Linked DNA regions of Mus musculus: regions 2, 3 and 4 are each linked to region 1. A link is a contact called in public ChIA-PET, HiChIP or PLAC-seq and promoter capture Hi-C data. All regions are on one chromosome and are shown on one strand. The core of a region is the stretch at or near the end of the contact, and the rest is flanking DNA. Distances in the headings are between cores, read along the strand shown.

Region 1 (2,675 bases), core at 59-2,558:
GGAACACAAAACCAACAAGGTCACGAATGTGGGGAAATTTTTGGGCAAGGGATGGAAGAAAAGAATGGAGATGGAGTGACAAGTTTTCCTTCATATTTTTATATCTGAAGGAGCTATGTGTTGGCAGAGAGCCAAACCAGGAAGCAGGAGTGGGTATTTAGGAGCAATTCTGCATCTAATCAAATCTTGTCCTTGCTATTTCCTGCGGTAAAACACGCTTTATAAAACCTATGAGACAAAATAAAACTAAAATAATCTTTACTGGGACAAAGAAGGTTCCGGGCTATCGTCTTAAATCGATCCGTCAGTGCTCTCCGATCTGCCCCCTTATCTTCCAAAGGCAGCCCAACGGACCCTGTCTGCTTCTGCCCCTCTATTGCACTTTCTTAGCACCAGCCCAAAGTCAGAGAAAAATGTGAACCACTTTCCCGGTTACCCACAGCTTTAATCCTCTGGAAGCAGAGAAGTTTGCTCGCTCGATAGCAGGCGGGACCCTCCTGGCGTCGCTTACCTGGCCGGGGAGGGATCCCAGCGGCGTCCTCGGCGCGACTGAGGGTGTAAGTGCGGTACCCGCGGAGTGGCGCGAACTTGCAGACGCTGCGGCCGCGCGCCGTGCAGTTGAACAGGTAGCAGCGGGGTGCGGGCATAGGTGCGGGCACGCTGGGCCCCCGGGGCAGCTGCACCACTGCCACCGAGCAGCTCGGCTCGGAGCAGCAGGCCGTCACGCACTGCCGCCAACCCCGCACGCTCCCGGGTGCGCGCAGGAAGCTGGCTCCCGCCGCGATGGAATCCTGGGTGCGGATGATGGTATCGGGCACCGCCCGGTAGACCGCCGTACCGCCCGCACCCGGGCAATCCTCCCGCGGGCCGCCCAGTAGCTCCGGCTCTAGCTCCTCGCGAGGCCGTGCCCGCTGTAGCTGCCGGCGAAAGTCCTGAAGCAGCCTATCCACTCCGGACGACGGAGCGGCGGGCTCCCCGGGCCGGCTGCCGGGCAGCCAGAGGCAGAGCAGCAGCAGCCCGCGGAGCGCGCGGTGCCGGAAGCCGGGGCCCGGTCCTCCTCCCCTTGTGGCCATGGCACGAGCGCGGCCTCAGAGCTCGGCGGCCCCGGGGCCTGGCTGCTTCACGGAGGCGGCGAGTGTGCCGGCTTCGAGAGGCATCGCGGGCCGGACTCGGCCGGACTCGGCGCCGCCCTGGCCCTGCTACCAGGCTGCGAGCTTTCGGTGCTTCTATCTTCGCTCCGGCCGCGGAAGCGCACCGGGACGACGAGCGGCCTCTACGTGGATCAGCACCGGCGTGCGGACAGCGGCTGCGACGGGGCGGAGCCTGGCGTGCTGGGGCGGCTCCGGGGCGGGACTTCCGCAGGTCTGTCGGTCTCCGGCGCCCGGTGGGGAGGAGGAGGGGACTCCCCGGAGTTGCCTGGCTGCTCCGCGGCTTGATCACACCCTAAGCAGCGTGGGTGTTTGGGCCCATCAGGCCTCATTCAGCAAGCAGACTCGCGCAAGGCCATAGCTCACAGGGCAGGGCACTCGGGGTTGGAGGGAGGGGAAGAGTCAGAAAATCCATCAGTCTAAAGTTCGGGGCTACTACGGAGAGCGACGGGTACAGCCAGGGGACCACAGACAACTTTGGCAGTCTTTTGGAATCCAACTTCGTTGCATTATTTATTATTAAAGAGATTTGGACTATGGTAGGTAATAAAGGAAACAAAACATTTACATTCAGGTTCTAATTCGCCTTTCAGTTTCGTTTAGAGAACTTAAACACCAGAAGTTTAGCAACAGAAAGCTGAACTTGTGAGGAGGCAAAGGCCGGGCAGTATGGGAAGGAGGGTTGGGCCGATTGATGATCTCCCATCAGTTTACTGGGTGTTGGGATGGATGACACCTGATTTAGTTTGACTGATAGAACACAATACTCTGAAGTGTGCGGCTTCAAGATCAAGATATCATCGTATTCATTTCTAAAATGAATGTTAAGTAAGTCAGTGCCCACGAAGTGCTTAGACACGTGGAGAAGCTCATTATTACTAATTTTGAAGTCACCTTTTGTTTTTAAATGCTTTTATTTATTCTTTGAGAATTCCATACATCTTTACCATATTCTAATACCTTCCCCTACTCCACCCAGATCCGCACTCACCTCCCTCCCTTCTTGTTTCACTTTTAAAACCCAAAAACAACATTAAACCCAGAAATGTGGAATCTGAATTGTGTTGACTAGCTCCTCTTGAACATGGGGCCTCCTCTGGAGTAGGGCTTATATACCCAGTGTCACCAGATTGAAAAAACACTACCCCACCCCCAAGCTATTGTGAACAGCTTCTTGGCCAATGGTGGGACTCTATTATCCACTACCTAGCCTCTGTGCTAAGATCTTCTCTGGCTTCGCCCTGAGCAGATCTTGTGCATGCTGTCACAGCCTCCTCAATGCCCTGTTCTGCCTGAAAAACACTATTTCCTCGTACATGGTGTCTTAGTTAGGTTTTACTGCTGTGAGCAGACACCATGGCCAAGGCAACTCTTACAAGGACAACATTTAATTGGGGCTGGCTTACAGGTTCAGAGGTTCAGTCTATTATCATCAAGGCAGGAGCATGGCAGCATCCAGACAGGTATGGCACTGAAGAAGGAGCTCAGAGTTCTGCATCTTCGTCTGACAGCTACTAGAAGATGACT
Region 2 (2,675 bases), core at 77-2,576, 240 kb before region 1:
AGATTTCATCCCACAGGGCTGATTTTTTTTTTTTAAGCCTGCTCACTTCTGCCTTTTTAAAAGAGAATTTGTAATTTAAAAACTTATTGCAGAGGGCTAGGCCTGTATCTTAGTAGCAGGGTGCTTGCCTGGCTTGCACAAGGCCCCATTTTAACCATCTCTAAGCTCACCTGTATGGGTGAGTAGTCTACACTTTGCTCACCCATCTCCAGAACTCTCCATCCCTTGAAATCCATCCTCCTGAGCCCCCAAGCCCTGCCCTGCCCTAGCTAGTAGCCATCTTTCTGCTGTGTCCAGGAATCTGGCCCACAGGAGTGGGATCGCACAACATGTATCCTCTGACACTATTCATTCTACTTAGCTCAACAACCTCAAGCTCCTACCGTGTTGTGTCCAAATTTCCCTTTTGTTTGAGGCAGAATCACAACCCATGTGGATTATGAATCATAATCCATATGTGTGTGTGTTCACTCACAGGGGCTACTTTGGCTGCTTCTGTCTCTTGGCTACTGTCACTCAAACTGTTATGAACATGTTCTGGCCTGGACTTTTGTTTTCTCCTCAGACTTACTCCCTGCCACCCCCATCCTTCTCTGCTGCTATAGGTAACTTACAGGCATGCTTGAAGCATTTAGAGCCATGGGCCATAGACCTATCCTTAGGCCAGGTCCATATTAGCATCATCAGGCCTGGGAGAAAACTCCCTAATCTTGGGTGACAAAGCTTGGGTTTCTAGTTCTGCAAAGAATTAGCCATATCAGGCTAAGACCAATCAATCTCTTCATCAGTCTTGAGGCTGCTGCCAAAACTCCTGATCTCTCTCCAGCCAGGAAAGTAGACCCCGCCGAGCCACTGTCTAGACTGGTAGACACTTTAGTGAGCCTGGAAAGAATAAAGCAATGTCCACTCCTGAACGCCACAGCATTCAACGTTGCTACGAAGCCCGCAGATGGGAGGTTTACTTCAATTGGCTGGATTAACCCCCGTCCTCCCCCGTCACACAGAATGATCCTTGATAAAACTGAGCAGACCCTGCATCTAAAGGCAGTTAATGATGCTTACCGTATTTCCGTAATTTGAACACCTAACAGAACGTCTCAGGTGTGAGAAGCCAGGGTGTTGAGGGCAGTCCTGGCTCACACACCTGTCTCTAACATGCCCTTCTCCCATGCCCTTGACTGAAGTCTGTACTGTGCCTGCCACGTTAATTGATAGCAGGGCACAAGCACTCACCAGCAGGGTGTGTCCCTCGGGCTCTCACAGCAGACTTGGCCCAGCTGCCTGAGCCTTCCCAGTGCCCCTCTCTTTTCAGCTAGGGAGTGCTCTGCTCAGTCCCTCAGGAGTTGCTGGAGTCAGAGGAGGGCCAGCGCCCAGGCCACACCCCTGCTAGAAGCTGATCCAAGCCTGCGCTCCACTTCCTGCGCAAGGCACGTTCAGCTGCAAAAGGTACTTACACTTTGTGTTAAAGAGAAAAGGAAGAAGGCAGTGAGAGGTAGGAAGTTCACGCCTCCGCCCCAGTCAAAGCAAAGTACAGCAACCGTGCAAAACAAACGCGCCTCCTCCCGGGACAGCCAGGAGTCCAAGAGGGCAAAAGCACCGCGAATGGAATCGGAGGGTGAGAAGAGCTGCTAAGTTCCCACTCCTGGTGGCTGGGAAGCCCATCTGCTTGAAGATGCTCTAGGGGAAGTCGATGCTCAGCTGAAGAAGACCATAGACTGTCAAAGGGAAGCGGGAAGGGCAAAGACCGCCTCAAGTTGTTCATGGAACTTGGGCTGAGAGGATTCTGCCCGTCACCCACAAAGCCAGGAGTCTCAAGAAGTAATGACCCCCTGTGGAAAAAGGGCTCAGCGGCTCTCTTTACTGCAGTCCTACATGGAGTGAGTGACAGCTTTCTCTAACTGAGGAGCTCACATCTGATCCCAGGCCTACACAATGCACCATTCAGCCGCTATACATAGAGCAAGTACAGAGAGCAGACTCAGAATTCTGTTTCCTGAATTTGGGGTCTTTCATAGCAATGCAAAAAAAAAAAAAAAAAAAAAAAAAAAAGGTATAGCAGCCCACCTCCCACCAGATAACACCCCTAACAAAGACTTCTTCAAGGATATAGCTAAGGAGTTAAGCTGAGTTTTGAACCCGGGACTTGGGTCTGAGGAAGCAAGAATGCCCTGGCTTTCTCCTGGGTGATGGAGATTAGAAATCAGGTCCTCCTGATTTCTAATCAGGAGGAAAAAGGGCTCGGCGGCTCTCTTTACTGCTTGCACAGCAAACACTCTTACCCACTGGGTCATTTATGTTTTTTGAAACACCGTCTTTGTATGTATTCTAGGCCATCCTTGAGCATGCTATACCTAGGCTAGCCTTGAACTCAGTCCTCCTACCTCGGCCTCCCAGTGCTGAGATTAAAGGTGTGAACTACCACACCTAGCCTTGAGAGCTTAGGTCTAAGACAACAGGTCTCAGAAGCTCTGGGAAGATTATTAAGATGGACCGGGGATATGGGATATAAAAATCTTGATTTATAGGCCATTGAGATGCCTTAGCAGGTAGAGGCACCCATGGCCGAGGCTGATAACCTGTGATACCTAGGACCTACATGTGGAAGAAGAGAACCCATTCCTGCAAGCTGTCCCTTGACCTTGACACACACTGTGGCAGAGTGCACATACACACAC
Region 3 (2,675 bases), core at 46-2,545, 200 kb before region 1:
AACAGAAGAAACAGACTAACTGTAGCTGACCTAAGTGTTACACTGAAGAGCTCATGCTTTAGTTGAGCTCTTCATATATATATATATATATATATATATATACACACATACACACACACATACACATACATATATATATATATACATACACACATACATACATATATACACATATATATTCATGGATATATATACATATATATAGTCAGGAAATGAAGTTCTCAGAAGGATAGGGAGTGGAGAGGAGTGTGGGCATTGGCAACAGTAAGAATATAGAAGGCTGCAACAGAAAGTGTAGGGTTTGTGAGGGAGGGGAGGAACAGTTGAGCATGGGAGAAGGTGTGCAGGCAGGAGGCACTCCCTGTGTGCAGTGCTGCAGCACACCTTCTTTCATTCTGTGGTAATCTCTGCATTCCACGGGAGAAGGACAATGATTGTAGCTAATCTCTCCCAGTTTCCCGATTCTCCCAAAGGATACATTCTCCACACAGCAGCCTAGTGTCTCTCCAAGGCAAGTGTGCCATGCTATAATCCTGCTCCTGAAGTGTTCAAACCAACAACATGGCAAAGAGGACTTACTAAGGACCTGGCCTACCAGTATTTGGCCTGACTGGAAGTCAGTGGCATCTATTTCATTTCACATACCAATTCGTTCCAGAATGCCAGATTTCTTTCTATTACCAGAAAAACTCCAAAGAAACTGCTAAGTACACCTTATCTAACACTCATCTTCGAAAAGGCTAGGTTTCTTATGTGGCTTCTTCCCACCTCTCTGTTTTGCATAGCAAAGTGCACATCCATCTGTTAGGACTCGAAGTTAAAACTGGAGCTCGCTTCGTCCTCCCTCAATGGACATTCAGACGCCTGAACTCTAGCTGATCCCTGGCGCCTTGCAGACCAGCCAACTTCCTACCTGCTTTCATCATGACAAATGATGTCAAGTCAAACCGTATTTAACCCTTTCTTTACCTTTCACGAGTAAAGAAAGCATAGCCACGAAAGCTACACCTCACCCAGACCCACAAGCCACAGTTCTACACACCACACACACACACACACAAAACCAAGGCCTGCTATGAAACTGAGCTCGAGCCAGAAACAGCGAAGAAAAGGGAACTTTGGCAGCGGGCTCACGGCCCCGCCAGGTCGCGAAGGCCTCCAGTCTCACCCCGGGGACGCTCTTCAGTGTACAAGTCGATGACCACGTCGCCCAGAGTGGTCTCCAAGAGAACCGCCATGGCGCCGGCTCCTCCGCAGGAACAAACACCCCGGCAATGACAGGCGCATGCGCAACCAGCGCGCGCCTACGTCTTACGTCACGACGTGTGCGACGGCTTCTGGCGTCAGCCGCGGGCGCCGTCGCCCACCTCGGAGGCGCGATTTCCCGCGGCCTAATGGCCGGCTCGTTCGGCCCGGCAGCTGTTATCTGGTGCCCGCTGTCTTCTGGCTGTGGAGGCTGTTTGAGGACTCTCTTCCGCCCTTGGTGACCCATATAAAGACCTGTATCTCAAGAGGGCCATTCCGTAGGAATAGCGGAGGCATCCGAGAGCTGAGAAACCTCCAAGCCGGCGGCACATCCTCCCCTTGCCTTTGGAAGAGGTTGCCCTGGGGTTTCCATAGTCTCTCCATCAAAATCGCCAAGCCCGAGGCATCAGTTGCTCGGTGAAAGCTGTAAGAAAAGGTGACTAACAAGCTTTGGTTTGGGGTTTTTCTTGTTGTTGTAGATTTTGATCATACTAGTGTGTGTAGATCAGGACTGGACATGGCTTAACAGCACAGAGGTTTTGTGCAACAAATTAGAATACAAAGGCTTCAGTCTTACATTGGAGATATGTAATAAAAACTACCGGTTTTTTTATGCTGATAACATATTTCCATGTTTTAGTACACTCTTTACTTTTTTAAAATATTTTTTAAGATTTATTTATTTATTATATGTAAGCATACTGTAGCTGTCTTCAGACACTCCAGAAGAGGGAGTCAGATCTCATTACGGACGGTTGTGAGCCACCATGTGGTTGCTGGGGTTTGAACTCAGGACCTTCAGAAGAGCAGTCAGTGCTCTTAACCAGTTAGCCATCTCTCCAGCCCGGTATACTCTTTTCTAATCAAGCAGATTATTCCCTTTTATGTCATTTTAATGTGTACTTGTGAAAATCAGAGATATGACAGATCATAGGCATATCCAGGAAGATGAGGAGAAAGGACTTTTTAAAAGTAAACATTTTTTTTTTTAAGAAAAATAGTATTTGAAGCAATTTCATGGCTAGAAGTGTTCACCACGCATGTGTTATTCCGTATATTCCAAGGAATTTAGGAAACAGAAGATGGTAAAGAAACATGAATTTATTTATAGTCTGGTCCCATTTAGAAGGGTGTAATCAAAAACCCTGCACCTGTTACCGTCTTCTAGTTTAGAAAATCATTGGATATGGGCTAGAACACATGGAGATGATATAGCTGTGCAGGAGTTGATAAGTCACTGGACTGATTTGTTCAATCAATGAATGGCTTCATTGGTAAGCAATGAAGCCATTGTGAATACATCTCTCTTCTCTGCCTCTCACTATTATTTATCTCTTGCATTGGTATAGTTTGGATGGATGACTAAGCCTTTCTGGTTTGAATTGGAAGAAAACAAGATTTGTCCTCAAAGAAATTCAATAGCAGTACAG
Region 4 (2,675 bases), core at 60-2,559, 150 kb after region 1:
TAATGCCGATATTTGCTTTTTCTTCCCAAATTTAAAACAATCTAATGTGTTACATTTGCTTTTATCTCATGAATTAAAACAAATTTCCACTAACTTTGTCTGTTCTCTTACTTATCAGTCTATTTAAGTTAAAGCCTTTCAGGAAAGGACTTATGCAAACCTTAGTGCATAGCATTGATCTACAGGTACAGAACATATAAATCAAATCAAAGACACAGGATAGAGCTGAGCCAGGCCACAAAATAACACAAAAGCATTGTATCTGTGAACAGGAGTTCACAGAAAGAGCTAGACCTACAAAAGCCAATTGACTGAGTAGATCCTCAAAGATGTGAGATGCTAGGACACCACAGGCTCAAAGATATATTGTCTTGGTTCATCTTTAGCCCACTTAGTACTGCCTACTATACTGCCTACTATAGTTGGTGCCCTAACATTATTATGAATATTAGATACAATCTGAGAAAGTGTGAACAGCCCCTCTGGATTCCCCCAATCTAAAAAGCTAAAATTTTAGCAAATACCATCTGAGCACCAGAGGTAAGATTTCCAAGACTTGATATAACCTATCTGTGGTATACACCAAATGATGTATTTGAAATATTATTGATTTGTGTCTTTCCTTGTGTCTTTAGTATAAAAAGTTAATAAAACTGCTATCACATAAACTTGTAGATTATCTAACTTTGGGCTCATTCTTGTAGACTGGACATGGTCTTTAATATTTACCTCCAGAATAAAGATTTCTTACCCTTTGGAGGGACGGTTTCTCCTTTTATCCACATGGAAGCATCTCTCAGCACTGTAATAGGAAATGAGAAGACCACATACCATAATCAGTTTTTAACAGACTAGACCCTTAGTAGGGACAAGGTAGAAGATGGAGACCTCAGACACAGAGCTTACACAGAACCTTGAGAGGGGCACAGTGAAGTAAAGGAAGGAAAAATGAAGCCACTTTTGGTGGTGTGGGTTAGAAAGCAAGTTCCTCTACTATTGGCAGGAAATCTTTGCTGGAGAGAAGGCAGCTTCTAATTGTTCCCTCAGTTTCTTCTATACAATGTTCTACAGTAAGGGTGAAGGAAAGCCCACATCTAGGCAGGGGAAGGAGCATATGAGAGGGCTCTGTAGACTGAGGCTGAGAGGGGACAGAGCAAAATCAAGAGGAGATCACAGGGTGGGAGACTGGAAAGAAGAGGATCTACTGAGAAACAAAGGGTAGCTTTCTTACACTTGAGGATCCTGTCACACAGCCATGAGGGCTAGCTGCAAGTATCACAGAATCCTTGCCTGAATTGTGACCAGAGAGGTATAACTTACAGGAAACACCTGAAATGCCATCAGCAAGCCCCTGGTGTTACAAAGGAAATACGTGTTTCCTGTAGAATAACTTGAACATCAAATCTCACCAGTTTTTGAGAGTACATCCTGGATGAATTAGAAAGCACAGTAGCCAAGAGGCAGAGTTGCTCCTACCCAAGATACAACACTGAGCCTGAAAGTGCCCATTAGGTTGTCAGATCTACGGTCTCCATTGTTGTTCACAAACCATGTCTTCTTTGTGAGCACACACTTTTCATCCACAATTTGATTTTGGTCATATTGTTTCATCACAACAATAGTAACCCAAACTAGTACAGAAATTGGTACAGAATTGTAGGGTATTGCTGTCACAGACCTGATGATGTACTGTGGACAGGATTGTGGAAGAACTTTGAGACTTTGGGCTAGAAAGGTCACTGAGTGTTGAGAGCTCAGTGAGCTCTTCTGGAATAGCTTGGAAGAGAAGATTTTTTAGATCAGTGCAGATGGTAGAGGCATCTTGTGAAGTTTTCGAGGGAAGCAAAGTCTTTACTATGCCATTGATACAAAGAGTCTGTGGTATCTGCCCAGCTAGTGCAGAAGAATGGGTTGTGATTTACAAGAGATGAGAACAAGTAAAGTAAAACTGCTTTGCTTGGACAATGGATGCTGTCAGCTGGGTCTAAAGATCATTGAGGGGAAGTCTTCTAGGAAGGGTTTCCTAGAGAAGTGAGAGAGAGAATGAGGAGATTCTCACAGTACATTCAGGTTCCTGGAAATGAGTGTAGCTCTCCCTTCACCAGTAGAGGACACATATGAAAAAGTCATTAGCACATAAGCAGTGCAAAAAAGTCTGAGAGTCATTCATGAGCTTATACTGTGATACTAGCTGACAAATACCGGTGGTGCAGACTCAAACCTGGAGGGCATTGGATCTCCCTACCAAGTCTCCTGAGACAGAAATCTTCAGCTGTGCATGGACAAGAACCACCACAAACAACAGAGGAAAAGGAGGAAGGCAAGAAGAGAGTTTCCCAACTAGGACACCAATGGTTTGCCTCATGGGGATGATCTAAAAGCATGGGAAACACATTTCCCAAATGAAACATGTATATCACTCCATCCAAGAGTCAGGAAATGTGTCATCAGAGGAGAAGAAAAGGATGTGAGAGCAAGACTGGATGGAATGATGGGAAATCCTGTTCTCCAGCCATAAGCTCATCGTTGCACTGCTGAACTCTCAGCAGCTCTGAGAATTTGCTTGATATCTCCGCAAGATCAGGCCTGTAACACACACACACACACACACACACACACACACACACACACACACACACATGATAGAGAGGGGGGAGCACCTTAAAGAAAGACAT

The links. ChIA-PET counts read pairs in DNA pulled down with a chosen protein or histone mark. HiChIP or PLAC-seq counts read pairs in DNA pulled down with a chosen protein or histone mark. Capture Hi-C pulls out chosen DNA fragments and counts their contacts.
Region 2: a contact with region 1 is called in a promoter capture Hi-C map of liver. The contact joins the promoter of Zc3h12d here to the promoter of Lrp11 in region 1. A contact is called at or near these places in 4 of 39 promoter capture datasets (embryonic stem cells, hematopoietic stem and progenitor cells and stem cell-derived epiblast-like cells), 4 of 115 datasets of contacts at active chromatin or transcription factors (the 230-238 cell line, effector CD8 T cells, embryonic stem cells and 1 more) and 1 of 9 other capture datasets (liver).
Region 3: an H3K4me3 HiChIP or PLAC-seq map of embryonic stem cells shows a contact between it and region 1, with 9 times the contacts expected there. The contact joins the promoter of Ppil4 here to the promoter of Lrp11 in region 1. A contact is called at or near these places in 10 of 39 promoter capture datasets (the C10 cell line, the HPC-7 cell line, cranial neural crest and 6 more), 5 of 484 Hi-C or Micro-C datasets (CD4 T cells and embryonic stem cells), 8 of 115 datasets of contacts at active chromatin or transcription factors (the 230-238 cell line, effector CD8 T cells, embryonic stem cells and 1 more) and 4 of 9 other capture datasets (adipose tissue, embryonic stem cells, liver and 1 more).
Region 4: an RNA polymerase II ChIA-PET map of memory CD8 T cells shows a contact between it and region 1, with 26 read pairs. The contact joins the enhancer-like site here to the promoter of Lrp11 in region 1. A contact is called at or near these places in 1 of 39 promoter capture datasets (frontonasal cranial neural crest), 2 of 484 Hi-C or Micro-C datasets (bone marrow-derived macrophages and nephron progenitors), 5 of 115 datasets of contacts at active chromatin or transcription factors (SST interneurons, bone marrow-derived macrophages, embryonic limb bud and 2 more) and 2 of 9 other capture datasets (adipose tissue and liver).

The regions. Positions count from the first base shown.
Region 1 is chr10:7,588,450-7,591,124 of GRCm38.p6, reverse strand. It overlaps Lrp11 (low density lipoprotein receptor-related protein 11), which reads right to left and starts at 1,308. Exons shown (of 7, transcript NM_172784.4): 1 at 512-1,308. The coding sequence starts at 1,073.
Region 2 is chr10:7,831,121-7,833,795 of GRCm38.p6, reverse strand. Zc3h12d (zinc finger CCCH type containing 12D) reads right to left here and starts at 1,326. Exons shown (of 6, transcript NM_172785.3): 1 at 1,234-1,326.
Region 3 is chr10:7,791,514-7,794,188 of GRCm38.p6, reverse strand. Ppil4 (peptidylprolyl isomerase (cyclophilin)-like 4) reads right to left here and starts at 1,295. Exons shown (of 13, transcript NM_026141.3): 1 at 1,169-1,295. The coding sequence starts at 1,238.
Region 4 is chr10:7,437,780-7,440,454 of GRCm38.p6, reverse strand. No RefSeq gene overlaps it. Among named protein-coding and RNA genes, the nearest start is that of Ulbp1, 34 kb to the left of the region's middle. Within about 2 kb of position 1,309, at least 18 of the 459 cell types and tissues checked have an H3K27ac peak or open chromatin away from gene starts, as enhancers often do. A contact at or near this core is called in memory CD8 T cells, where this site is marked.